Linked DNA regions of Gossypium hirsutum: all the other regions are linked to region 2. Evidence: chromatin contacts called from public Hi-C data. All regions are on one chromosome and are shown on one strand. The core of a region is the stretch at or near the end of the contact, and the rest is flanking DNA. Distances in the headings are between cores, read along the strand shown. Region 1 holds the start of LOC107917904 (S-adenosyl-L-methionine-dependent tRNA 4-demethylwyosine synthase). Region 2 holds the start of LOC107918049 (protein ESSENTIAL FOR POTEXVIRUS ACCUMULATION 1). Region 3 holds the start of LOC107918028 (glucose-6-phosphate isomerase, cytosolic).

Evidence for each region. Hi-C and Micro-C count contacts between places; a contact is called where the count stands out from the background.
Region 1: a contact with region 2 is called in a Hi-C map of leaf, with 1.7 times the contacts expected there. The contact joins the promoter of LOC107917904 here to the promoter of LOC107918049 in region 2. A contact is called at or near these places in 2 of 34 Hi-C or Micro-C datasets (both in leaf).
Region 3: a Hi-C map of leaf shows a contact between it and region 2, with 2.2 times the contacts expected there. The contact joins the promoter of LOC107918028 here to the promoter of LOC107918049 in region 2. A contact is called at or near these places in 2 of 34 Hi-C or Micro-C datasets (both in leaf).

Annotation. Positions count from the first base shown.
Region 1 is chrA01:25,318,997-25,321,696 of Gossypium_hirsutum_v2.1, forward strand. It overlaps LOC107917904 (S-adenosyl-L-methionine-dependent tRNA 4-demethylwyosine synthase), which reads left to right and starts at 1,386. Exons shown (of 8, transcript XM_016847313.2): 1 at 1,386-2,412; 2 at 2,541-2,656. The coding sequence starts at 1,576.
Region 2 is chrA01:25,715,044-25,717,902 of Gossypium_hirsutum_v2.1, forward strand. LOC107918049 (protein ESSENTIAL FOR POTEXVIRUS ACCUMULATION 1) reads left to right here and starts at 1,335. Exons shown (of 10, transcript XM_041101360.1): 1 at 1,335-1,729; 2 at 2,670-2,758. The coding sequence starts at 1,660.
Region 3 is chrA01:25,442,220-25,444,919 of Gossypium_hirsutum_v2.1, forward strand. It overlaps LOC107918028 (glucose-6-phosphate isomerase, cytosolic), which reads left to right and starts at 1,292. Exons shown (of 24, transcript XM_041083197.1): 1 at 1,292-1,630; 2 at 1,788-1,844; 3 at 1,940-2,016; 4 at 2,115-2,196; 5 at 2,284-2,331; 6 at 2,479-2,634. The coding sequence starts at 1,794.

The DNA of each region.
Region 1 (2,700 bases), core at 136-2,635, 400 kb before region 2:
AATATCCTAACAGGACAACAACTGCAAATAAAGCGAGAACAACAATGAGGAAAAGAATGAAAACATGGAAATAAAGAGTCTCAAACACCATACTAGATGAAGATGAAAGTTCTTCAAATTTTGAAAACCCCCGTTGCTTTTTTCATCGCTAAAAACCCCAAAGCCAAATCTTATGTTTAGTCATTTTGTTTCAAAAAGAGAGCAAAAAAAAAAAAAATGGAAATTGAGCTAACATGATCTGCCACCATCTTCATATATTTAGATTGGAATAATGGAGGAAGTAGATATGAGAGTTATGTTTGTGTTATGAGATATCCAATTGCCAACTTAAAACCTGAATATAATCTGGACTACTAACATGCGACCCGAGTTTGGACCCCACCAGGTGGAGTCATTAGAGGGCTCGCGAGCCCAGTTTGCACATCCCTAGATGTCCATGAGCATAGGATATGAGGCCAAACGAATGAACCGACGAGCACTTGGACCAGCGAATATGTGTTGAGTTTAGGGTAGCATATGTGTCAACATGCATAGAGCCTACCTACAATATTAATTTCATGAACATTAACTATATCATATAAATATCTGATCCTCCACACTAAAAGGATACACAGCAAAAACACTTAATAGTTTAACTGATTAATTATTGAAAGGGCAGCAAATTTATGAAAAACAATGAAGATGAAAAAGAAAACAAAATTAAAAAGAAAATTAATAAATTAAAAATAAATAAAGGTGTCATAAAATGGTTGGTTGCCTTTTCTTTTTATATATATATTTAAATATATTACATAAATTTATAATTTTATAATTTTATATTTTAATTCTATAATTATATATATTTGAATTTATTTTATATAAATAATGATGTTTCAATGATGATGTAGCATTTTCATCACATCTTCATTGATTAGAGTGCACTAACAGTTTTGGGAAAAAAATATAATTTAAGTGTCTAAATTCATCAAAAATATACTTAAATATGATAAAAAGAAATAATTTAGAAGGCAATTTTTATATTGAACCGTATAATAATTTACATGCTAAATATTTCACATTATAAATAATTAAAATTTTAAATAACGTAGGCTATCAATCAACTCGTGCATGGATGTAAACTAATTAATTAACATTATTTTTATTATAATATAATAATTATTAATACATTAATAAATTATTTCTAATATTAATTTAATAATAATTGAGTCTTAACTCAATTGGTATAAATATTATTGTCTATACAAGAAGACATTATTTTCTAATTTATGGGTTAGGTAAAAAAAACAAATATTATCTCTACAAACTTAAATGGTGAAATTTTATGTGTTTAAAGGTTTTGCAAAATTTGAAATATAGATAGATAATTGGATCACTGTTGAAGTAGTATACGATACGGGCTCGATTTCTAAATTTCTAAGCCCAATAAATAAATAAACTCTGATTCTGATTTCAGGTCACCATCTCTTCGTCTTTATGCCGCCTACTCCCTCCACTTCACCACCACGATGAGCGCCTCTACTCCCTCATTTCCGCCAAAACCCTGAACAGAGAAAAAGGAAATAATAGATCCCAAACATGACCCCTTCCTCACTTTCCACCCGCCTCACCCTCTTCGCTCTCCTCTCCGCTACTACCTTTTACTTTCTTTACAAATTCCGCCGCCGCTGCCTAAAACCCCTCAAACATCTCCCTCTAAACCCTAACCCTAGACCAGGTAAGCTCTTCTTCCTCAGCCAAACCGGAACATCCAAAGCCCTATCTCAACGCCTCCTTGACCTCCTCTCCTCCAAGAATAACATTCCTTTCGACCTCGTTGATCCCCAGACCTACGAACCGGAGGATCTCCCTAAGGAATCCCTAATCATTATCATCGCTTCCACCTGGGAAGATGGAAATCCTCCCCAAAATTCTAAATTCTTCGTCAATTGGCTCGCCGAAATCAGCACTGATTTTCGCGCCGGGAATTTGCTGCTTTCTGATTGTAAATTCGCCGTCTTTGGAGTCGGTAGCCGGCTTTACGGGGACACCTTTAATGCGGTGGCGAGGGATTTGGGAAAGAGGTTGAGAGGGTTGGGAGCGACGGAGATGTTGCCAGTTGGGGAAGGTGATGTGGATGGAGGTGAATTGGAGAGTGTCTTTGAAGGGTGGAGTGAAAAGGTGGTCACTGTTTTGAAAGGGGGATTGGTGATGGAGAATGAGAATGGCATTGTTTATGAGAGTGATGTTGAAAGCCTTGAAAGTGATGATGACGATGATGGAGAAGGAGGAGGGGAAGACATTGTTGATCTTGAAGATATTGCAGGTAAAGGGCCATCGAGGAAAAAGTCTGTTAATGTGGCTGAAACTAATGGGAAATTGGATGGGAAAAGAGAGATGGTAACTCCAGTTATAAGAGCCAACTTGGAGAAACAGGTAACTTTGTTTAAGTGGATATGCATCTTTTGCTGATGAAAGCATTTTAAGTTGGTGATTGCTTAATCTTAGTATGCCATTGCACTTTTTGGTCTAATTGACATCCTTTTACTGCTGGGAATTTTCAGGGATATAAAATTATTGGTTCACATAGTGGTGTTAAGATCTGTAGATGGACCAAGTCTCAACTTAGAGGACGAGGAGGTTGTTACAAGCACTCATTTTATGGAATAGAGAGTCATAGGTGATTGCGACTTTCTTATGCACCTATTAAGCTTTCGATGATTA
Region 2 (2,859 bases), core at 85-2,584:
TGTCAAGATTGAAAGTGATTCTTTGGTTTTTATCAACTTCTTTACAGCTAGTGACCATATATGTCTAGCTTGGGGACTTTTGATTGATTTTATTCTCTTCTTCATAGTTTTTACACTATGTTTGGATTGTATTAAACCTAGAGAAAGGAAATGGAAGGAAAGTAACACCCTTTTCCTTATTTGGATAGTTTCTTCTCTCCCTTGGGTTACTTCAGTTTTAATTACTCCATTTGGGAGAATAGTTAAAGAAAAAAATTAAAGTTACTTTTAATTTATCTTCTTAAATCTTTTACATGAATTATTTTAATCAATCATTGTAATCAATCATTCTCTTAATTAAACAAAAATTATAGTTTTTTTTATTTTACTTAATTAATTTTATCTATCCAAATAAAATAAATACACATAATATATTCTTTTATTTAATTTTCCCCCTTTCTTTTATAGATTTTTATCCAAATATAAAGTTAGTGTTGCAAGGTTGAATCATGTTTTGCGATTTGGGAACCAACCTGCTCATTATTTGGCAAAGTTTGTCTGGGGGGTGTCGTGATGGTAGTGTCTCGTAGAGAAGTCAACCTCTTCCTTGTAGTCCATGGATTTGTATTGACATTGATTCTATTAATAATGATTTTTTCGGTGCACTCTTTTTTCACTTTAGAATGGTTTTTAACAAGACATCGTTTTTTATAAAAAAAATATTTACTTTAAAATTTTAAAAATATTAAGATTTTTAATATTATTAAATATACATATTAAATAATTATTAATATAATTATTATTTTATTATTTTATTAAAACTATTTAAAATTACAATTTTATTTTAATAATAAAATATAACATTAATAATAATTTTAAAATTTAAATAGTATTTTTAATATTTTATCAAGAATATTTTAATAATAAATATATAGAATTATAATTTTACAGTTATTTAGTAATAATTTTTTATAATATAAAATATAAATATTTTAGTAGTATAAATACGGATATTTATCTAAATCCTATTTAACTTTATTTATCCTTCCGGGTCCAATGTTATGTGCTGCTATCCGCTTTTATATATGATCTCAAATTTCAATTTTAATTAGGCATTAATTATATAAAACAATATAGTTATTATAAGATAAATTTTAGTAAAATTTATTATATTTAAAAAAAAAGGGTTTTTGGAAAGCTGCAGTGAAACAAACATAGTGTAAGAGAAGTGGTAACTCATTCAAGCAGACAAGTGGAACAACAGAGCATGTTTGTGTAAGATATTCTTTGTTACTGTTTAGTTTTGAAATGGCAATATCTACATCCGGTAGAAGACATGAGTTCTAGGATTAGAAAGAGTGAGAAAGAGGGGAATTATGGCAAAGAATGGATGCCTTTTTCTTTTTTCTTTTTCCAACGTATGAAAAATATCTAATTCTTTGAGATATTCCTTTTGATAATTTATTGCGAGTTTTTACCATTAAACGACAGCTCTTCACGTCGTACCACATTTCGACCTTAATTTCCACGGTCGTGGCGTATTACGCACCCGTCTACCTTAATCAGTTCTCACCTCGCATAGCGCAACCAAAGCGAAAAAAAGTAATAACGAAAAACAAAAAACTGCAGCAAGGGTTTTCCTCTGGTTCTCTTCTCTCTTTCGACTTTCACTGATCATCCATGGCTCATACCTCTGCTTCCGATTCCCGCCTCCTCCTCACCGTCAACCCTTCCCATCCGATCTCCAAAGGTAGTTTACCTCACCGATTTCCTTTCCCCTTCTACCATTAAGTGATTAACATCTTCTTACATTCTTCTTCTCTAAAACCCTACCTCTTACCGTTTCTTCTTTTACTCATTTCTTTCTGATATTTAAATGCATTATTGTAGATTCAGTGGTTTTACGAGATTGCTTTGTGCGTGTTTTTTTTCTTAATATTTTTTAGTTTGTTGCTTCGAAGCTAGGGTTTTTGTTTTATCATCTGGAAGGTTTTTCTTTTCTCTCCTTTTTTTCTCTGGTGCCATTTTTTTGCGGTTAAGCACGGCACACTTTAGTTTCCGACTTACCGTTCTTGATATATATATATATATATTTCAATTTGAAAAGTACGATGTGATAAGGCGTAGTGAAGTAGTTCAATTTATTTTTTCTTTTTCAGATTAGTTCAACTCAAAACTAGTATTAGACTTTCTTTTATTGCGCTTTTTTTTTTCAGTCTTGATTTAAATGCTATGATTTATGTGATTAATTATATAAAAAAATTGCATAGTTGTTTATTCCATTTATAAATGGCACCTTAGCATTGTACTTACAATTGATCGTGCAATTTGTCTTGTTAGCTGCTTCATTAATGCATTTTATTGAGAAATTCCTTTGGCTTTTTATTAGTTTGAAATGCTGCTTGTGAAAGTAGGCTTCCTAAATTATGCCTTTCTAGACTTAACGCATTTTTTTTTCATTGTTCCGTGCTTCTGTTTTTCATATTCAATGATGAATCAACGTGGCAGTTTCAAGAGGCAAGTTCAGTAATTTACCAGAAAATGTGTGTATTCAATAAAATTCTGGGCTTGAGGCATTTCTAATGACTTGTTGCGTACTGTCTTTGAATGGGACTAAGCATTTTGATTTCAAATACTTGCTTTGAATAGCTGCCATGTTTCTAATTGATGCTTCTGATTATTTTATGTAGATGTTCAAGGATCTGACAATGCTATTCCGCTTTCACCACAATGGCTTCTTTCAAAGCCAGGGGAGAATAAGCCCGGAATAGGAACTATGGTATGTTATTATTGTTGTTGTGTACTGATTCATGGTGTCCTTGTTCATTTATAGACGGGTTTAATGTTGTGTGAAGGCTTTCTCCATCCTTCTATCAACAT
Region 3 (2,700 bases), core at 42-2,541, 270 kb before region 2:
TTTATAGATTTTTATAATTTTTGTAAATTTACATATTATAAGTGATAGGTTTTTATATATTTTTAAAAATATTATATGCTTTTTGTATATTTTTAATTGTACATTTTTATATTTTATATTTTATATATCTTTCAAAATTATAACTTAAAAACTTATATTTTATAAAAAGTTTAAGAGTATATAAAATTACTAAAAACACATCTGAAATGAATCTCTATAATTGGATGTCCAAATTTAAATGTATTTAGATCACCATTTATCATTGTTTATTTCTTTTTACATGAAAACAATATATTTATTAATTTATATATTTTTGAAGAATTTGTAATTTTATATTTATGTTTGATACATAGCATATTAATAAGTTATCATGTGTCATTATCGAGTTGGCTATTGGTATTACGTAAGCACAAACCAACGGTGTTAATGCGAAGATACCAAACTATGTGATGGAATATATATTTTTTATTATTTTTAGCAATTTGCTATTCGCAATTCATTCCCAATAAACATATAATCATTTATTACAATTAAATTAAGAACAATTTTTTTATAAAAATATATCAAACTTTTTTATTAAATCAAATAACAAATGATTGTATTAGACATATATTATTTTAGATCAAAGAATGGTTATGATCTCTCTACTATGTTTAAATTTAGAATTTAGTATTTATTCTTTAATTGATATAATTTGATTCCTTTATATAATGTTATTAGTAAGTTGAAATAGCTAATACCCTTAATTATTCTATTCAAATGTTGACTTCGGTTTTTTTCTAAAAATACTTATTTCAACTTCATAGGTAGCCAAATTACATCAAATTAAAATACAATGACTAAATTCCAAATGTAAACATAGTAGACAAATCGAAACTACAATTTTACCATCATATTATAATGACTAAAAAAGAGATTTGTGTCGTTAGTTAGTCTAAACATGTAACATCCTTAATATTTTGGTCCCCAACATGAATTTTTTTTTAATAATACTTATTCCAATTTATTATATCAAAATATTTTTTATTATAATAGTATTTATAAAAAAATAAACATAAAAAATTTAATCAAAATAACTAAATATATTAATTATTTGGACTAGCTAATGTGATTGTAAAATTTGAGAATCAAATTATGTTAAATTAAAATATAAAACTAAATCTTAAATATTACTATAATAAAGGGACTAAAATTAAAATTATACCATTATAAGAATAATGGCAAAAAAAAAAGATTTTAATTATCTAGTTGGTATTATTGAATAAAAGGTGATGGACACATGGTCATCCTTACCCAATATACTATGAATTTCTTTTTACAAAACAAGAATATAGGGTATAGGGAATCGGCTTTGGAGAATAACGATGAGTCCAACCAACCTCACAGGCGCAGTCGATTAGACCGTAACGGTTCATTGAAAATATAATAAAGCTAGCGGTTCCTCGGGCCCATCGGAAATCCGTCGCCCACGGATTTCAGCCCTTAAAAGTCACAATCAATTTTCCAAAGTCGTTAAACTGGACCGGACTGGACCCAAGTTTCAATGACCGGAAATTCCTGATCCGCATCCTAATTGACATATGCCCTTCCGACCCTCCCATTTTCCACCACGTAGCATTATTACTATATTGTGAACTTCTTAACCTCGCCTCAGCTTTTTGTCAGCTCCAAGTTCCTTTTTTTTTTCTTTATTCCATTAGTAATTTCTCTTTTCTTCTCAAATTATCATTCACCATCTTTCTCGTCGGTTTTGAGATCTCAAGCTGATTTATTACGTTTTAATATAGGTTGAGATGGCTTCGACCACTCTAATCTGCGATACCCAGCCATGGAAGGACTTGAAGGTAGCGTTTTCTGCTCATTTCTAGCTAAGAAGATTATAGCTAAAATAGCATGATAAATCTATTTGATCAACAAAGTGGGTTTTGGTTTTTTATAGGCTCATACTGAGGATATCAAGAAAACTCATCTTCGTGATTTGATGAACGACAAAGAACGATGCGAATCGATGATGGTGTAAGATCCTCTATTCAACTCCTACGATTTTTCTGATTCGATAACTGCACGAAACTTTTAATACTAATAAAATTGATGATATATAAATGTTTCTACAGTGAGTTTGATGGAATGTTTTTGGACTACTCAAGGCATTGCGCCACTCTTGAGACCATGGATAAGCTCTATAAATTAGCAGAGGTGAATTTGGATTATTTCTCGTTCGATTTAAATCATAATAGTCTTTTCGTTTTTGTTTTTTGTTTGTAATATTTCTCACAATTTCAGGCTGCTTCTCTCAAACAACAAATTAACCGAATGTATAGTGGCGAGCATGTAAGTTGAACTCTCTCCTAGGAGAAAGATAAAACTAGTTTTGGGTTTGATGTAAAGATTGGTGATGATATTGTTGAATAGCATTCCACGCCTTTTCATTCTTAGTTTTTTTTGTCGTTGCATTGCCTTTTTTTCTGGAAATTTCAGATAAATAGCACAGAAAATAGGTCAGTGCTTCATGTAGCTCTTCGAGCACCAAGGGATGCTGTTATAAACAGTGATGGAAAGAATGTGGTGCCAGATGTTTGGAATGTTTTGGATAAGATCAAGGATTTTTCAGAGAAAGTTCGCAATGGCTCCTGGGTAACTTATCACCCTTTTTTTTACATCAAATTTGACCATCTTCCTCCTCAATTGCTGAGAGACAAA